2 separate regions of the Gossypium hirsutum genome follow, and region 1 is linked to region 2. A link is a contact called in public Hi-C data. All regions are on one chromosome and are shown on one strand. The core of a region is the stretch at or near the end of the contact, and the rest is flanking DNA. Distances in the headings are between cores, read along the strand shown.

Evidence for each region. Hi-C and Micro-C count contacts between places; a contact is called where the count stands out from the background.
Region 1: a Hi-C map of leaf shows a contact between it and region 2, with 4 times the contacts expected there. The contact joins the promoter of LOC107942064 here to the enhancer-like site in region 2. A contact is called at or near these places in 8 of 34 Hi-C or Micro-C datasets (hypocotyl, leaf, petal and 1 more).

What each region holds. Positions count from the first base shown.
Region 1 is chrA11:62,538,672-62,542,713 of Gossypium_hirsutum_v2.1, forward strand. It overlaps LOC107942064 (BTB/POZ and TAZ domain-containing protein 4), which reads left to right and starts at 2,207. Exons shown (of 6, transcript XM_016875706.2): 1 at 2,207-2,587; 2 at 2,724-3,051; 3 at 3,478-3,614; 4 at 3,794-4,042. The coding sequence starts at 2,785. LOC121209910 (a long non-coding RNA gene) reads right to left here and starts at 1,351. Exons shown (of 4, transcript XR_005905093.1): 1 at 820-1,351; 2 at 604-694; 3 at 451-519.
Region 2 is chrA11:62,445,549-62,449,758 of Gossypium_hirsutum_v2.1, forward strand. No RefSeq gene overlaps it. Among protein-coding and RNA genes, the nearest start is that of LOC107899353, 15 kb to the left of the region's middle. Within about 2 kb of position 2,678, at least 3 of the 9 cell types and tissues checked have an H3K27ac peak or open chromatin away from gene starts, as enhancers often do. A contact at or near this core is called in hypocotyl and leaf, where this site is marked.

The sequences.
Region 1 (4,042 bases), core at 957-3,456, 93 kb after region 2:
TAGATATCTAGATTCATTTAAATCTCAACAACCATTTATCTTAGTTCATTATACATGTAAAATAAAAAAAAAGTACTAAGTTTTTAATATTAATATTTTTTGAAATTATAAAAAGTAAATTACTAAAAAAATACACAAATGAACTTAGATAAATATAAGTCTAGATTCATCTAAATGTGAACATCCTTGTAGATTCTTTATGCATGTGAAATAATAATAATTCTTTTATATTATTTTTTGAAACCCTAAAATTTATATTAATATGTATTTTAAAATTTTGAAGACGCACGTCTCTATTTTATTGGTAATTAATAATGTCAATTAGGTACCTAAAAAAGGTACCATATTGATTAATGATTTTCAACTAAATAAAAGTTGTAAAATTCAGAGAATAAAATATACATTAACCCTACTATATCAAAGAGCTAGATAATTTGAGAACAGCATTACCTCTGAAAGTTGAAACAGGAGACCGGTGGAGATGCCCGAAATAGGGGTACATAGAAGTAAACTTTGATGCTGCATTTTGAAAGAATGAAGAAATATCATGTTCGGGAATTTTATTAAGAGATTCAAGAGGAGATGTCATTGCATCTAAATTACCTTGCATGAGAGGATTTCTTCGCCTTTTGCGGCGGAAGCTAGGCTCTGTGTGGAGGCGTTGAGGTTATGCTTAGATCTAAATGTACAAAACCTGGAGGTTGAAGGTGACTCTCTAACAGTCATTAAGAAGGCAACTAAAGATGAAACAGATTCCTCCGAAATATCGGGGTATATGGAAGACGTGAAGAGGCTGAGTAAAGTTTTTCAAAGCTGTACCTTTCTGCATGTGAAAAGATTGGCCAACGAAGCGGCGAACCAGTTAGCCAGGGAAGGTCTTCGGCAAAAATAGGGGATATTCTTGAGGTATGGGATCCCAAGGTTGCGGTGATACTGATTGAGCGAGACCGTAGCTTGTTGGAAGCTCTGGACTAAAACGCACTGGACGATGAAGGATAAAGAAGCAACAAAAGTTTTGACCGCCGCGTTCCCAAGGAAAATGAACAGTTTTCCCCTGGTTTTTGTTGCTTTTGTCGATTTGGTGATGGAGAATTCTAAAACTTATTTTTCTGCTTTGTGAAGCGTCTCCAAAAAGCTTTGCTGGTTTTTTTTTTTTTTGTTAATTGTTGGGGCAATCTGTTGGGCCAGGTCTTGGTGTGTTTATGCTAATTATTCTGGTAGCCCAATGGCATTGTCTTGGGTTTGGTTTTATAAATCCAGCTTATATTCTAAAAAAATAAAAATGGTCATGTTGTCAACTATATAGGAAAAAATTGAATATTTTAGCAACAATTTCCCTTTTTAGAAATTTATGATTTTTAATTTTTTGATATTTTTAATTTTTTTGAACATTTTAAAATTATTGTTAAGAAAAATTCTAAAAATATTAACATGATATTTTAATAATAATTTAAGTGTCAAATTAGTCATTAATCATTTGTGTTAAAATACTGTTGCATCATTTCATTAAGAGGTATTAAAAGTTAAACATTAAAATATAACAATTTAATTATATTAGTAATTAATATGTAATATTTGAAAATTAATAGATGGAAACATAGTTTTAGTCAATGTTTAGTGCCTATTCATGGAGCTTACTTTCTTTTCTTATTATGACCTTATTTTTATAATAATTATATTTTTTATTTTAGCTTTTTATGGATACTACGAAACAATACATTATACCTTGTTATCTTTTTTGAGCTAATGATAATGTTTTTAATAAATTTTTTATTTTAATATTCTTAATTATAATATTTATTGTTAATTCATTTCTTTCAAATAATAGTTAATAATTTTTTTAATTTTATGTAAATACATAAATAAATATAATTTAAATATAATAATGACGTAAATTAATTTATTTTATCAAATATATAAAATTTAATTTAATATCCTTAGTAGTTATTTTTTCCTTCTCATTATAATTACATCACTCTTATATTTTATTGTTGATTGTAACTTCATTAATATAATATTTAATTTATTATTTTACCGAAATTAATTTCACCTAAGGAGGAATCAAATCCCCCAATGAAGCACAAAAGTAAGGGCAAAACGGCTTTGTGTAGAACAATTTTTTACTCCCGCCCCACACCGTCCACGTAACTAACCAAAGCAACCAACCATTAAAATAGAAGCGCCCGACCACCCGTTGTAAAAAGTAAAACGGAATTTGTCCAAAACCATTCATTTTTTTTCATTGAAATCAAGCGCGTGAAGTGAGCAAGAAGAATCGTGCATGTTATACTCGCACATAAATGTTGATTTTATTTTTATTTTTAAATATTAAATTCCTTGGCGGTTTTTTCCGGTTCACTTTTTTTCCGGCCTCTGCACCCGAATTGGTGGCGGTGGCAGTGGCGGAGGAACTGATAGATCGTTGCCATCTCCATTCTTCTCTTTTTCTTGCTTTCTCTTTTTCATATAATTAAAAAGAGTTCATTTTCTTCGAGATTCGTTGGAGATTTTGTACGGAAACATGTTAATTTCTTCTTATTGATTCTGCATTTTCCAAATCCCAGACACTTTTGATTTAGATTAAAAGGTGAGTTTTTTCTTGAAAACCCATGTTTTAGATTTCATTAATCTTTAATTTTGGTCATGTTTCTATAAATATGCAAATTGAAACTTGTGATTCTGTGTTGCTCATCGAAGTTTCTGCTATTTCATTCTTTTGTCAGATCAAATAAAAAAAGAACCTGAGTTTGATTGTCATTGAATGCCTTCCAAAAGTGAAAGTTAATGGGGAAGATGGAAGAATGTATTACAAAGCAAACTTGTCGAGGTGCCAATAAGGTTTTTCCAGCGCCACCTCCATTACCTGGTCCAGCTAAAAATTGTAGGCGGAAGGGGTCACTAATGAAGAATGGGTCAGCCATAAGAGGAAACAATTGTGCCGCGACAGCAACCAGGGCTTTGTGGGATAGGCTCTTTGATGGAGGCTATAAAACTGATGTTATCATTAAAACTGATAATGGTGGCATTATCTGTGCGCATTCTAATATTGTTGTAAGCGCTCCTTGTCTTTTCTATCTTTAATGATGAAATTAATGGACGTTATGCTTTGAGCAATACCCTTGTTATTTGAACAATCTCGATTCCGTATATTGTTGATTTAACCAGGCATTTTTTTATGGTTTGGTTATACAACTTAATTTTATATATCAGTTTTAGACCATAGATATTGGAAATGAAATCCCATTTGGTGGAATGCGACATTGATTCATTTAGCTCATGAGCAAGTTGTTATATTTTTTTAGCATAACCAGCAAAAGGAAAGCCACATTTGCCCCCTTAATCCTTGTAGGATCGAGTTGTTTAGTGTTTTAATGTACAAGAAAATAAAGCTAATAGCAACTATTTAGCAATTTGGACATGGTGTCTTGAACAAATTTATTGACTCAAATCCCTTCACTGGATCTTTTTTGCTAACAGGGCATGGCTTCTCCTGTACTAAGAGGCATGTTGAAACAAGCAAAAGGATTTGGTCACAGAAGACCAATTTCAATCCACATCCATGGTGTTCCACAAGATGCAGTTCGGGCTTTCATTCGATTCTTGTACTCTTCCAGGTAACTTCTCTTTTGCCTTGGAAGACTTTTGGTCGAATTCAGTTTTGTGAACCAGTAAGTCCTTGGCAATTACTAGTTACCTTCACACTTTGAACTTGTTGTCAGTGTCACTGAGATCATGTGGTTACATCATGCATTCATGCCGGCATGTGCTAATTGTTATTGGTTTTGATCTGTAGTTATGAGAAAGAAGAAATGAAGGAATTTGTGTTGCCATTGTTGGTGATGTCACACACATATGTTGTTCCTCAGCTGAAGCGAGCTTGTGAACAGCAACTTGAGCATGGCTTGCTTACTATAGAAAATGTAGTTGATGCCTTCCAGCTTTCATTACTGTGTGATGCGCCTCGACTAACGCTGATCACTCACCGTATGATCATAATGACCTGCAAGGCCGTTCGCGAAACTGAAGGGTGGAAAGCAATGAA
Region 2 (4,210 bases), core at 1,428-3,927:
CTAGCTCCAATACCACTTGTTAGGATTTTGACCCGATTAAGCAACGAACAAGAAAATAGTGGTATAAATTGAGAAATTGACCACACAAATTTAACATGGAAAAACCCCTCCAAAGAGGATAAAAAACCATGGGCAAAGATAATTTTACTATAATGGCAAAAGAACGAAGAGTACAAAAGATGGAGATAAAAATTAAACCCCGAAAACCCGAAAACAAAGAACCCACAAAACGTAAACACAAAATTCTCTAAATGTGTTGTGAGTTCTAATCTCTAATGGGTGTGTTTTCTAAGGTTGTAAAAGAGCCTATTTATAGGCTAAATTCATAGATCAAATAATAATAAAATAATCTAAACTAATCAGTGTTTGATTGAAACAAGTAAACAGAGTTTAACTGAAAGATTGTTTTTCAAATTTGACTGAAAATAGGAGTCATATTTAACAATTAATTTATAGAAGAGGTAAAAAAATACAATAAATTTTAAATTATTTAAGAGGATTAATAAGAATTAAAATTTATGGAGGGATCCATGCCCCAATATGAAACCCTTTAATATTTGATTCTTGTGGCATTAAAAACCTTTTAATAGACAGGAAATTACTTTTAAGACCATCTAAAACAAATTATGTGCAAGCAAAAGGTGGGATATTACCAAATGCAGGAGAGAAGAATACATCTTTAATTTTGCCCAAAAGAAAATAAAAATATACAAGACACCACCCTAAGATGTTTCTGATTTATTACACATTTGGATTACTTTACCATAAATTGAATGCTATTTTAATTAGAATGTGAGCAGTGCCCATGAACTATTAAAGCCAATTCTTTTTAGGGTTCCTGCAATGCATGCAGTTCTGCCCCCCCCTTTTTTATTGATCAAAACAGTGATATAAATTAAGAAAAATTGATTTAGATTACAAAATCCCAAAAACTCAGATAATATTAACGTTCAAGTTTCATATTAATCACTTCTTAACGATCAGAGGGTCTGATAAAAAAATATTAATTTTACCAAAAAAGATATATAGTGATCATTGTTGCATTAGAGAATATGTTCTTTCTTTCAAAATTTTTTTTATTTTTGTCTGTTTTCTTTCATTTATATACTTCCAATAAACAGTATCAATTAATTGCTAGTATATTTTTTAATTAGTTTTTCACAAATTGTGATGCACATGCATGTTTCATTTGTTATCAACCTTGGAAATCATTAATATTATATAAATGTGTGTGTGAATTTACAAGCTGTAAAGTTTTGTTATAGAAATAAATCAAACCAAGCTAAAACTCCCTATTCAATATGGTCCAAAAATTATGAATATTAATGTTTTTCACCAACAAATTATTTAATCAATATGTACATATATAATTCTTCATTTATTTAGTTAGGAAAAAGGTGTCATATCTAACACAAGTAGCATGCTCTATATACTTTAATTTCAACCTAATAACATTTTTGCTGTTTTCATTCTTTTGGTAACGAATTAGGTAAAAGTATCACGGGATTCTTATATTAGGAGTTAGATTATATTTTATTTATTTATTATTTAAAAAATGAGTCAAATGGTCCCTATACATTAGATCAAAGAGTAAATTGACCATTTCTTTTAAAAAACTTACCCATTTTTACGGTTAAAAATTGACATAACTAATAGAATAGCCAAAAAATTACATGTGATGCAATGTGTACATCAAAAATTAATGTACAAGTATCAGTTCTTAATAGTAAAAATGGATGGAAATTTTTATAGAAACAACGGTTTGCTATTTAAGCTAATGTATATGGGCTAATTTATTCATTTTTTTAGTAGAGGGGACAAAATGCAATCTTTTTGTAAAATGCAATCTAACTTCTAGTACAATGAATTCCATAATACTTTTACCCATGCAATTATATTTTGAGCTCAATAATTAGTGCACAATCTTTTATTTAATATATATAAAACAGAATAAAAAAAAATTCAAATGATAGTGTAAAGTATCCAAACATTTGATTAAATTATTAATGTAACTTATCTATTAAAAAAGAAGAGCAAGATCCAATCCCTTCCTGAAACAAAAAAAAGAAAAAAGGGGATTTCATAAGTCCAAGATAAGATTAAGGCATAAATAAGTGAAGTAATCATTGTGGAGAGGGAGGTTACATTAATTTGTAAAATAGAATGGATTGTGAAAGCTATGTTGTTATATATGTGTAAATATTATAGGTCCCATATGTTGGTTAAAATAAGGAAGATTTAGGGGTAAGCTAAAGCAAGAAAAGAAAAGGGAATTTGATAAACACGGGTGATGATAATGGGAGGCCAGGGTGAGGAGCGTCTTCACGTGCCAAAGGCTGGACCATCCTCAGCCCACTCTGGTTTTTAATTTTATTAGTAGTATCATGGAAGGAAGACGCTCCCCTGCTTTAGCCTTTGGCCCTTTGCCAACTGCCAACCATCTCTTACTTATTTTCATAATTTCATATTATTAGTGTTGTTGTTGTTGCTGCCATGAATGAATAAAGTATAGTTTTATAGTATGTTTCTTTACAGTGTTTCAACCACCTCTTCATAATTTAACTCTACTTTTATTTTTTTACAGTCGGCTTGATGTTTGGGTTCATCTATCTGGGTCAGGTCAACTGAGCCTTGAACGGAAACCTTAACTAATCATCTAAGCCCAGAACCATGTGGCTCATTGTTCCAACGATCTATATGGCCCAGGCAGATGTGGTCATCTATGACAGTTGACTTTCTCTATGATTTACTAAGCCCCAAAGCTTTGTTCCAATTATCAACCCATTGCAGCAAGGGCCCTCTTCGTTTTGCCCTTTTGAAAATATCTTCTCACAGTACTCGGACACAAGCTTCAACCATCATCAAACACAAATCTTAATTCGATTAATATTGATATTATTATCGGAGTAAAAAGACGTGAGTTTGAGTGTACTAAAGTGAGTTTATTTTCATATTTATAAGTCGTAAATGATTATGAATAGTTTTAAATATTGTATAAAAAAAACAACCAAATATGGAACCATAACTCTTCAATATCAACCTCCAATTTATGTCGTGCAACTATTCAACATTGCTCATAATTTTGTAAACGATCATGCCTTGTATATCAAGGTTCAAGATCCAATCAAATTCATTCTCTTCTTCCATCCAATAATTTGATTGTTTCAAAAGGTCTACAATAAAGAATTCTCTTTTTCTTTAGGATTATAAATTTTGATATCGAATTTTACATCGAATCGAGATAAGTTTATAAGTTTTTGTATATAATAAATTAATTTTGAAATTTTAGATAAAATGATAAAATTTAAATTTTTAGTATTTTTATGAATTATGAACTTATTTAAATTTTTAGTTTAATTTCGAGGTTAAATTAGATTTCGACTTTGTTTTAAGGATTAAATTAAAATTTTAATGTTTAATGGGAGACTAATCTTGTAATTAACCCTTAGTTAAGAGAAAAAAGGAAGGCGTGTGTTTTGTTTTATTATTTAGTTTAATTAGATTAAGATTTTTATTCTATTAAGATATTTATTAGAGTTTACTAATATTTTTGTGATATATTAATAAAATTATTTGGTAATTAGAAGTAGAAGTTCTTATACCCTAATTTTTCTTTATTATGATTAATTTCTCTCTTTGCCGGAAAGCAAAAAAACTCTGCTTATTATCTTTCACTGTTGCTTGGTGTTGCTGCTATCGCAACCAATTGTGCTCCTTGCTGTCTTGTGTCCAAAACTCTAGTCGTGCTTGCCTACTCCAATTTCTTTGCCACCATTGTATTGAGCAGAACAATATAACAATTTCTACTGCCGGGGTTTTGATTATTGTATTATGATCTTTTTGTTATTATTATTTGAATAAGTTGGTAGTTTTTAGGAGTAATACTATCTTAGCTTCAACTAGAAAATTTCAAGGAGTAGGATTCTTAAAAAGTTGATCAACTTTTATGTATTTAAGCTTTGCAATTGCTTTAATAAAATAGTGCACTCATTTTATCTCCATCCAAAAATCTATATGGTGTCAAAGCATCTAAAGCTTTCAAGAGCCTGATCCTATTTTTTCCCCCTCTTCCCTTTTTCTTTTTTGTCCCAGGCACAAATAGCAACCAATATCCCTCCTAGCTCCCTCTGGAAACAACACCAACCGAACCATTATTATTCTTGCGGATCCATCAAATCAAACAACCACAGCCACTTAGAAGTCCTAATTT